2 separate regions of the Hordeum vulgare genome follow, and region 1 is linked to region 2. A link is a contact called in public Hi-C data. All regions are on one chromosome and are shown on one strand. Each heading gives the region's core, a stretch centred on a gene start, on an enhancer-like site or on the middle of the called end of the contact. The rest is flanking DNA. Distances are from core to core; before and after follow the strand shown. Region 1 holds the start of LOC123413414 (transcriptional elongation regulator MINIYO). Region 2 holds the start of LOC123412685 (serine/threonine-protein phosphatase PP2A-1 catalytic subunit).

Region 1 (5,227 bases), core at 2,264-4,763, 140 kb before region 2:
TCTGCATGTGCGGGAGATCAACCATAGAAGACTCAAATTTGTAATTAAAAATAGACAGTTAAGGGAGTTACCTCTGAAAAATCAAAATATGACTCATTCATGTCATAGCTCAACATAACATTAATAACTTTAGCGCAAGCCAAAACTACAGACTCATGGTTATCATCCAATGACATCCTGCAAATGTGTCAGTTAGCAACAAGGTGGTAAAAAAAAGATATATGGCATGGCAAGGTCTCATATTGATGCCTTTTGACTTACAGAAATACCATGCAAAACATCTAGGTGTACATTTGCTAACTGCTGGTTGTGTTAGGTTCTTCTATGATTTCCAGGATTTGGTTATGAGACTTACTATAACTGCAGTAGTTAACAACCTCATAAAAATAATATACCAATAAAACGCCTAAGTGCAAACAGAAAATATTAAGGGGAAGGGAAGAGTATAAGAGCATCCACACCCCAGCGTCTATAAATTAGACACGCTACAGTGGACATTTCTGTCTTCTCTTTCCATTCACCTTTCTTAGCTCTTTAGCCACATCCCTTAGTACGCCAACTATAGGTGCTAAGGAGTCCAATACATATTCAAATATAAATGTGTTTTGCTTAACATTGGGTGCTATTGCTAAGCTTTTTAACCTTAGCACCTACCCTCACATCTACTATTAGCATCTAGGGATGTGGATACTCTAATAAGCTTAGGGGATAAATACATTAATATCATCTTCTAAATCACTGATAGTTTATGGATGAGATCACTTTAAACTATTACTAACACTTACTACTCTCTAATATGGTAACTAAAAATATGATTGTTTGAAGCATGCATTTTCAGGCATAGATGCAGCTATTTAAAGTATCTTGAAGGAAACTAAGCATATCTCTGTGGTTCATGTTATGTTTGCTTGACTATACTTGATAGGATCGTGCAGTACATGTATGTTCAGTGGCTCTCCACACTATCATGAGCTAAAAAAAACATTGTATGGCAACCATAAGCAAATCTAAAATGAAGTTACCAGCTCAGAAATAAGTACCTTAGAGAAAGAACCAACTCTGGTTCGGGGCCAAGGGCATAGGCCCAAACTGCTTGCCAATCATAAGCTTTCTCAGCATAATTAGCTCCTTCCACATTATCAGCTAGATCCATCTTATGCAGGTTGTGCAATGCCCTATTCAGAACAGAAGCAAGAAGCTGCAGTGCTAGTACCCGCTGCCCAGGAACCTATAGTTTGAACAGTAAGCTGAATTACATTGTGTTTCTACATATTTTTGGGTCACATTTCAAGAAATTGAGCCAAGAGCTATGAAGCACTTCTTCATAAACTGAAATCTGTGAATTCAATGAAGCAGGGAACACTAAATACCATCCCTACACGCCCACCACTCGCAGGTGGCCTCAAGTAATCTGACTATGAGTTATGTGACAACCCCTATCTTTTACTTGGTTTGTTTTATACACCGATGATTAAAAATTACTCCCTCTGTCCCGTAGTAAAAGTTGATTAATGGAGAAACAAATCAATGGAATAGCCTCACCAATCAGTCTAGCATAACAGCCGGTATGCCATTTCATGACAAATGCATGCAACCTAAGTAGTAAAAGTTGAAGTTTAACAACCTACCAATTTACTACAAGTGATTCTTGAGAAACAAATTAATGGATAGCCCCACCGATCAGTCTATCTAGAATAATAGCCAGTATGCCATTTCATGATAAATGCATGCAACCTAAGTAGTAGAAGTTGAAGTTTAACAACCTATCTAGTTGGATGTGGATTGCATGCAGATCTTGCATTTGTAAATTTAGCAAGAACTACCAAGCTTGACAAAAAATTATTAAAATATGTACCACGTAATCAATTGTGCATAACATGAACGCTGCAAAATTCAAGAAGAAATCTATATATGTTCCAATGTTCATGTTGCTCGAATTTGACACTGAATACAGCCAAACGCTAAGTATATTTTGCCCATCCACCATCTGGTAAAGTTTATAAAACAAACCATGCTCCTTGTAAGTGCCAACGCCTCATTGATTGTGTAACCAACAGCTGCAGGATCTCCCTCTGTCCGTAGGAAGTCACGCTCAGCTACGTTTTCTCCATGAGTCTTGTTGCCTACAAGCAGAAAAGGCAGACTTTGATGCCACCACAAGAAGCTAAACTCAAGAGGGCAAAGAAGAAATAATTTACCATCTTGTTGCTCCTGGGAAGATTGAAATCCCGTAATATCTCCATCCAATCCAAATCTACACAACCTGATCCGCTCCACTCTCTCACTCCATGCCTTCCAAGAGTGTGCACTCTGCTCACTAGCAGTCAAATGCTCGCCTGGAACAGCCTTTGCAGTCTTCCCTGGCCCTGAAGTTTGCCTACTCTTATCCTTACCCTTATCTTTCTTGCCACCAGACTTGTCCCTCCCCCGACGCCTCAATACCTCCACCAGAGCTGGATCCATCCTATTCAAAATATCTGCCTGTGCCTCCGCTATCTCCTCCGCCGACATCCCAGCCAGCCTTGCTGTGTTCTCTGCGTTAATCTCTGCTGCGATCGATGGCTCCCCATCATCAAGCTGCATACTCACTCCTTGCAATTCTGCAACCCCAGCCCCACCTTCTGTCATCGATGCATCCCCTGCATTAATCAGCTTCTTTGACAACACATCAGAAACCAAACCCATTGGGCCCAACGCCTCCCTACCATTTCCACTGTCCAGCTCCATGCCATCTCCCCCCAATCCCCTCTCGCCCACCTGGCCAACTGCATTTTTAACCTCAGCCACATGATCAATTTTCTTTGTGTTGTCTTTCTTCGCCTGCCTCCGCTTGGGGGGCACATCGTCAGCGACAAACTCTCGCCACCTGCTGAAATCCATGCCCTTCTTCTCTTTCCTCCTCACAGGCCCGGCCACCGCGGCTGCGGGCTGGTAGTCCATGTCGTCCACATCCATCCCGTAGTCCTCCTCCTCCCCTTCCCCTTTCTTCTTGTCGGCACCCTTCGCCACCGGTTTCCAGTGCTGCAAAAGAGCAGTTAATCAGTCGTAAAGCACAAGCAAGCACTAACTGGAGAGGAGAGGAGCAGGTTGGCGGGTTCAAGGCTAGGCTAGGGTTTCAGGGAGGGGCGGCGGCGGCGGCTTACGGGGCCGTGGGAGCGGTGGCGGGCGACGGGGAAGGGGAGGACGGTGGGGCGCGGGGCGGAGGAGGGCGCGGCGGCGGAGAAGCCCTTCTCGACGATGGCGCCGACGAGGTGGGCCGGTGAGGCCACCGTCGCTGCCGCTGGGGCGGCTGCGGCAGCGGGGGGAGGTGGCGCCGGGTCGAAGGGCTCCTCCACGACCTTGCGGCGCGCCGGGAGAGCGCCCGGCTGGTGCCTCCGCTTCGTTGCGTCTTCCATTGGCGGCCTGGTGTACAGAGCCGCTGCCTTGGTAGCCGGCAAGGGAGGGTTTAGGGAAGGAGGCGAGGAGGGAACGAGGGAATTCGCTGTGGTGGGCTTCTTTCTTTCTTGTGTTTGCAACTCGATCGCCCGATTAGCTTTTCTCTCCCTAATAATAAAGCAAATATTGTTTCTGTCGTCCGTGGTGGCAGTTTTGCAAAAACGTCCCCCTGTTGTTTCAAAATCAACCCGCGGTCCTTCATTAAGTGAAAAAAACGTTTCGTTTTTTCATAAAAGCCTCTGTTCTTCACCGGTCCAGGGATGGGGTGGATCGGGATGGTCCGGTCCCGATTTGGCTGAGGAGGAGGCCGGTCCATCTACGGCGGCTCCGGCGCCGGCGAGCGTCGCGGCGGTGGACAGAGGTGGAGGCGAGGCCGAGGGGCTCGTGGGGCGGCCGGATCCATGACGAGTCGGGCCGGATCTGGCGGCGGGCGCAACACACCATGTGGTGGGGTGGCGAGGCTGGAGGCGGCGGCGCGTGGGGCGGCGAAGTGCGGCGGCGGAGGTCCACCTAAAATCGCGCCCGAGACGCCCGTCCCTGTCGTGGCGAGGTCCGCCAAAACCACGCCCGTCCCTGTCGTGGCGAGGTCCGCCAAAACCACGCCCGTCCCTCCCGTGGCAACGTCCGCCTGAGCCGTGCCCGACGCGTCCGTTCGCCTGAAACCGCGCCCGACGCGTCCGTCTATAGTTATCCTCCAGCAACCATCCGTGTCTCCTTGTCTCCCTTGGTTTTAATTACCTGAGAATGAAGAAGGTATATTTGATGTTGTTCTTCAAGGTTCTACTCATTTCTCATTCCATCCCTGGCATTAATTTTTAACGGGGATAAAGAAATACAACAAACAGGAGAATCAAACATATCTATGCGAGTAGAGAACGCGTATGCTGATTAGGGAAGGTCAACATGGTTCAGTTGGCATAAGAAGCTCCGATGGACACAAGTTTTCATGAACTGAATTGATTGGGTGCCCTTGGCAAGTTCTCGTTAGAATTACCTCTTCTTACAAGGATAAGAAACTTAAGTGTTCTTCATTTATTTTGTGCAGATCCTCCTGTGAAGCATACAATTTCATTGTATCCGAGGAGAAACATGGGACTCCAGATGTATAGAGACTCGGAGACACTGCTAAACTGTCATTTGTGGGCATCTACCAAATTCACTATCAGCCAGTGTAGTAGGAGGTATGTTGATTTTTTTTTTTATTAGTCCATGTAGAGATGCTATTCTCAGCTCTAGATTTGACACTTGAGATATCCAAATTACACTCCCATGGCTTGTATGTTGCTGGAAGATGCTCACAAACACTAACCTTTATGATATATTTGTTTGTTGTGGAGTTCTTTCAGAATGTCTTAAGAGATAGAGAATCTGGCATTTAAGATTATTTCTACATTTATTTTCTTCGACTGGTATAATCCTCCTGAAGGTTATGCTTGAGATATCATTTAAGGAAGCAATGAGTTATTTTGGCATTATATTTGTTTCTATTAATTCCTAGAGAGACAAAGATACTTCAACTTCATATCATTCTATATATGAGTTTATTTATATAACTCTGAATCATTTAAGTAGCATGTTTATCTGTTTGCTTTTATTATGATATAAATACAAAGTGAGTTTCTGTAGAAAGGGAAAATAATTTGAATACGTGAGACTATTTAGATGCATATTGGTTCCCCTATTTGCTACGTCGCGTGGCATGTTCTGATCACTCTACGAATTCTTCATTGATGTTGGGGCTGCTACTGGATCTGGCTCCCCAGCTGAGGTGCCGACTGCTGCTGTATTTTGG
Region 2 (5,346 bases), core at 405-2,904:
ATTTAGCCTATGCTAGCTTGTGATTTCCTGTGCTACAAAGTGTAATTATTTTTCCTTAACTGATGTCTTTGATCTTGCAGTTGGGTAGTGCACTTAGGATCAATTTTTTCTAATAATTATTGAAATCATGTCTAACTTGGATATGCTTCTAACAGCTGGATGACAAATTAATGCAATGAACTCATCTATAGATTAACATTGTTATAGCTTACCTATTTGGTACGTACTTCGCCAATTGAGATCCTTTTTTTGTAGTAGATGATCACGGTAATAAATAATTGATTCATCATCACTTTGGAAAATAAGTGGGGATATTTTCACTTAAAAGATTCCAAATTTGTGGAGCTTGACCGATCAGCACCATTCTTTCATTGTACTAACACTACCAATTTTATGGATAACAGTTTGCTTCGCTATGGAGCAACACTTCGTGTACATAATCTCTAGATGCTTGAGTTTCTCCCTTTCAGTTTCCTTGGTTGTTGCAATGTATGGTACTTCATCTGTCAATTAATATAAAAGCGTTTAGATCATTGAAGTAGTGATCTAAATGCTTTTATATTAGTTGACAATGGAGTACTTTGTGTCTACGTATATAGATGAAAGGCCGTGAATCGGCGTAAGACTCTAGACTGAATCTTATATCATCATTTTAATATTTGTGTAGGTGAGGGAGTTTTGTTAATACACCCCGAGCGTGAGGAGGAGCAATATTTTTTCCAATGATGGCATTGACATGGATCACAAAAACAGCTCAATCATAATTAGCCATACCCTGCATTTACACATAGTTTGCACGGAAGTGATCAATTGGACATCTTGAGTTTGAAACTAGCATACCGATCAAGGGAATACTCCCTCTGCTTATAAAAATATGTATTTTTTAGAGATTTTAATATTGATTATATACGAAGCAAAATGAGTAAACATATACTCCAAAACACGTATGTATATATCCCTATGTTATTCATATTGAAATCGTTAGAAAGAATTATATTTAAAAATGGAGGGAGTAGTATATTTCAACACGTATGAATACGATGAAGAAGAAAACAAGGAACTCAAAAGATTATAATCAGTGAATCTTCATGGTGAAAGTATACTCTAGAGATTAGAAGATGCAAATATAATTAATAAAGGTTTGCTAGATTCCTTTATTAAAGAAAATATGTATCCAATTTGTTTTCCGATATCCTGCACCGGTGGAGTCAGTATCCAATATGTATCTTTATTACAATAAATTATTTTTAAAAAAATATTTTTTTCTGTTGCAACACACGAACCTTTTTACTAGTATAATAAACTAAAAAATGGTGCAACTGCTACACGAACCTGCTTAAAATACAGCTATTCCACCGTAGCGAGAGCCAAGCCAACCAAAACCAAGCCAGACTGCGTTACAGATAGGCACACGACCAAGCCAGCCAAACCACACACGCACACACGCACACGAGAGAGAGAGAGAGAGAGGGGGGAGGGCCACATGCATCCCCTCCACGGAACATCCCTGCCTTTCTCTAATCCCTCCACACCTGGAAAGTACGCGTCGCGGAGCTTTCCTCCCATAAACACCTCATAAAAATCATTCTTAGGAGGACCAAATCACCCAACCCAAGCCAAAACCAAAACAAATACCAACACACAGCCAGCCAGCCAGCCAGCCAAGCGAAAAAAATCCACCCCCCCACCCTCCCCGCAATAGCAAACACGCGGAAAAAAATGGAGGCATGAACGCGCCCTCCTCCTCCTCCTCCATCCCCCCCTCCTCCTCCCCCGATCCCGTCGACGGCCCAGCGGCCCCGCCCCCGCCCCCTGCCCCCCGGCGGGAACCTTGCTCGTAGGCGGACGTGAGGGGAGCGGCGCGCGGCAGCGACGATGCCGTCGCACTCGGATCTGGACCGGCAGATCTCGCAGCTGCGGGACTGCAAGTTCCTGCCGGACGCCGAGGTCAAGGCCCTCTGCGAGCAGGCCAAGGCGATCCTCATGGAGGAGTGGAACGTGCAGCCCGTGCGCTGCCCGGTCACCGTCTGCGGCGACATCCACGGCCAGTTCTACGACCTCATCGAGCTATTCCGCATCGGCGGCGACACCCCCGACACGAACTACCTTTTCATGGGCGACTACGTCGGTACGTCCCCGCTGCCGCCCCTGGCCCTTCCCGCCGAGAGGATTCGGTCAGGTCGTTCGATCTGATTCTGATTTAATGGAGAGCAATCAGGGGGGACTACCAATTCGATAGATCCTCCCCTCCTGGCCTGTGCGGATTGGGAGGTTTGAGCTGGCGGGGTTGCGAATAGATTCTTTATTACGCTAATGATTTTTATTTTTTTTCTTACTGTTGTTCCATGGATTGCTAGAATGAATCGTGCCATCATGCTAGGTCCTGTTCTGTTGATTAAATAGATGGATGCTGTTTTGGTTTTGATATGTCAACCGAGTAGGTATGAAGTGATTCTCATGGGCATGAATGGACATCCTTAAAGTGTTCATTATAGTGACGGCACATTTGGAGAATTTTGGGGTGATGATTTTGGACTTTTGTTGCCTTATTTAACAAGGCAAAAGGCTGCCCGGGGAAATAAAACCTCGAATTTGGATGGTATGGATACCTTGTTCTCTACCGGTAGAGCAACAAACAGGGACTTTTTTTTGTATTTATACGTGTACGGTTTTCCCTGCGTGGCAAGCATTCTCAGAACTGATATCAGCATGATTACGTTGTAAGAATGACAACCATTCGACTAAGGTGTCGCTTCATTACCCTTAGATGGTAAGATGTCCCCCTCTCCTTAGCCATCTAGCATATGGGGCGCACAGAGTATTTTCTGCCGCTGCCCAGTGTTGTCGCTGATCCTGGGCTGGTAAACTATATTCCCGTGTTGCTACGATGAGGGAGAAAAGATGGCTTGCGAGGCAGAAAGTAGGGTTGTGTGATGGTGTCTGTTGATGTGAGGAAGGGGAGGAGCATGATGGCTCCGCTGCTGCGGTGAGGGACAAGGGAGTGGTTCTGGGAATTAGGTCACAGGAGTAGATGGGGCTATTAGAAGCCATGGGGCAGGTGGGTATTATATACCCATCTCCCGGTCTTTTTCCTTTTGTCTTACCATGTGCTGTTTGCTCTGTTTCCAGGATTTCTAGGGTGCTAGTATACTGCCTTATATATAAGCACTTCCAATTATTTGTGGGGGTTGCACCCCTACTTTTGAAAACCATGTTGTCTACACCACATGCTTTAGATGTATTTATGCAGCTCACCTATGAATCAGACAAATAAGATACCACTCAATGAGTATCTTTATTAGGAATGACCTCTTCGTAGATGTTCGGTAGAAATGCTATTATTTCAGTTTTGTTGACTGGTTATTCTTTTTCTTTCTATATATAATTTGATTTTCTTCTTCTTTCGATTGTATTCATTTGGTTCCATGTTATAACTGGACTTATTTTTATGGACATTTGATGCAGACCGTGGCTACTATTCAGTGGAGACTGTTTCATTATTAGTGGCTCTCAAAGTTCGTTACAGAGACAGAATCACAATATTGAGAGGAAATCACGAGAGCCGACAAATCACTCAAGTGTGAGTTCCTATTTCTTGATTCTGAAAAATCTTACAGCAGTTGTATCAGCATATTACTTCTGAATTGTAACTACTGCAAATGTATTGACATTATTCCCTACATCTGTTCGAATGGCTGAGTTGGAAATGGATTATCTCCTGTCACGAGCATGCTTTGTGGTAGAAAGGGCACTGAGAGGTTTTCGCTGTCAGAACATTAGTACATGTGTTACTTTGGTGTTTCCTGGCCTGTGACTTTGACCTTTTTTAGTTTTAAGTTACTTGCTACTTATTGAAGATCCTTGTCCAAAATCTAAATGTATAACATGATACATGAATATTGTTGGCAAACAGTCTGTTCACACATTGAGCTATATGTTAATATTTAGTCATTAATCAATGAGACCATAGACATTAAATTAGGAAATGCTAAGTGTGGAAACAAATTCCTGGGACCTTGCTCCTGTTATGTGGGATTGTTGCACAACACAATCTTCTTCGCGGTATGATGAATTTCTGATGTGTTGGAGGCTAGGCGTTTGTGGTGTTGTTTTGACAAGGTGCAGCTACAGTGGTTCAGGATTGTGATCACTATGGATCGGTATTGCTGCAAGACACATCCGATGGATCAACTGTAGATTATTTGCAGCATCATGATTTTGCGATGTGAAGTAGGACAGAATTTGGGATATCGTGACTAGAGGAGGTGCAGCCGATGGATCAGTGTGTCAGTGTGTGGCGGTTTCAGTCAAATGTACGAACCAACGTACAATTGTGCATTTAAATCAGGCTCCTGACTTTCTGCACCGGCCAAATTGTAAGCTTCCGAAGTGCACGGGAAAAAGGCTGAAGGTGATATATTGTGATATGACCATCCGAAATGGTTTAAACCATCAATTATGATTTGGAATTTGGCTTTCAAATCTCCTCTCACCCCTAGCTGCTCTTGATCGGAAGATCATGTCACAATATAATTTTGTTTTTCCCCTTGGACTCCAACATGAAGGTGAAACAAAACGGCTTATAAATTTGTAGTAAAATAAAATAAAATCTCATTTGATACATACAAGAAAAATGTGGAACTAAACATAAGCAGTGTAAACTCTTTACCCCAAGGTTGATATTTTTCAATTAGTCATCATATTGCTATGGCAACTCAATTACAGTGTATGTAGAACCGTGGTTCTTGGCAATAACTTTATACCAAATTGTGTTAAAGCTGCCTGACTTGCCCCTGTGTGTGTGTGTGTGTGTGTGTGTGTGTGTGTAAGTATGCTTTCGCTTTTAGAATCATGAAATAGTGTTGGATCTCTAGCATTATTTTGGACATTGTGAAATGGTCTTCAGGCTTTGTAGTTTTACATCATCACATGCTTTGACCCACTGCAGCAGTTTTGACTGAGATGTTTCTTCACAGTTTTTATCCTATTATTTCTTGCACCATCTTATTGCTTGAAATATATTACTCCCATCAGAATGTATTGTTTATCCATCAAGTGATCAAATATCCATATCAAAATTTGATATGCATATTTGTTTCAATTATATCCACTTGTCTCTTTGGGATGGCTGTAATAAGGTTCCTGTCAACAATCACATCCCAAGGTAAAAAAGAAATGCACATAGCTACATACAGTAGCCTGCTAGTTATATGAGTATATAGTAACTAAATAAAGATACATTCCTTTCCTTTGGAACAATATAAATCTTTCATCTTCTATCCGATATGTTATATTCTTATATTTGAATAAAATAAGTCATGGGAGTAGCCAGTGGAACCCATATTT

Evidence for each region. A called contact is a pair of places that touch in the nucleus more often than the background predicts.
Region 1: a contact with region 2 is called in a Hi-C map of seedling, with 2.6 times the contacts expected there. The contact joins the promoter of LOC123413414 here to the promoter of LOC123412685 in region 2. A contact is called at or near these places in 3 of 6 Hi-C or Micro-C datasets (leaf and seedling) and 1 of 1 datasets of contacts at active chromatin or transcription factors (embryo).

The regions. Positions count from the first base shown.
Region 1 is chr7H:502,373,699-502,378,925 of MorexV3_pseudomolecules_assembly, reverse strand. LOC123413414 (transcriptional elongation regulator MINIYO) reads right to left here and starts at 3,513. Exons shown (of 10, transcript XM_045106346.1): 1 at 3,144-3,513; 2 at 2,199-3,021; 3 at 2,011-2,123; 4 at 1,041-1,228; 5 at 72-177. The coding sequence starts at 3,395. It overlaps LOC123412670 (a long non-coding RNA gene), which reads left to right and starts at 4,533. Exons shown (of 4, transcript XR_006613569.1): 1 at 4,533-4,616.
Region 2 is chr7H:502,231,058-502,236,403 of MorexV3_pseudomolecules_assembly, reverse strand. It overlaps LOC123412685 (serine/threonine-protein phosphatase PP2A-1 catalytic subunit), which reads left to right and starts at 1,654. Exons shown (of 6, transcript XM_045105629.1): 1 at 1,654-2,128; 2 at 3,466-3,580. The coding sequence starts at 1,876.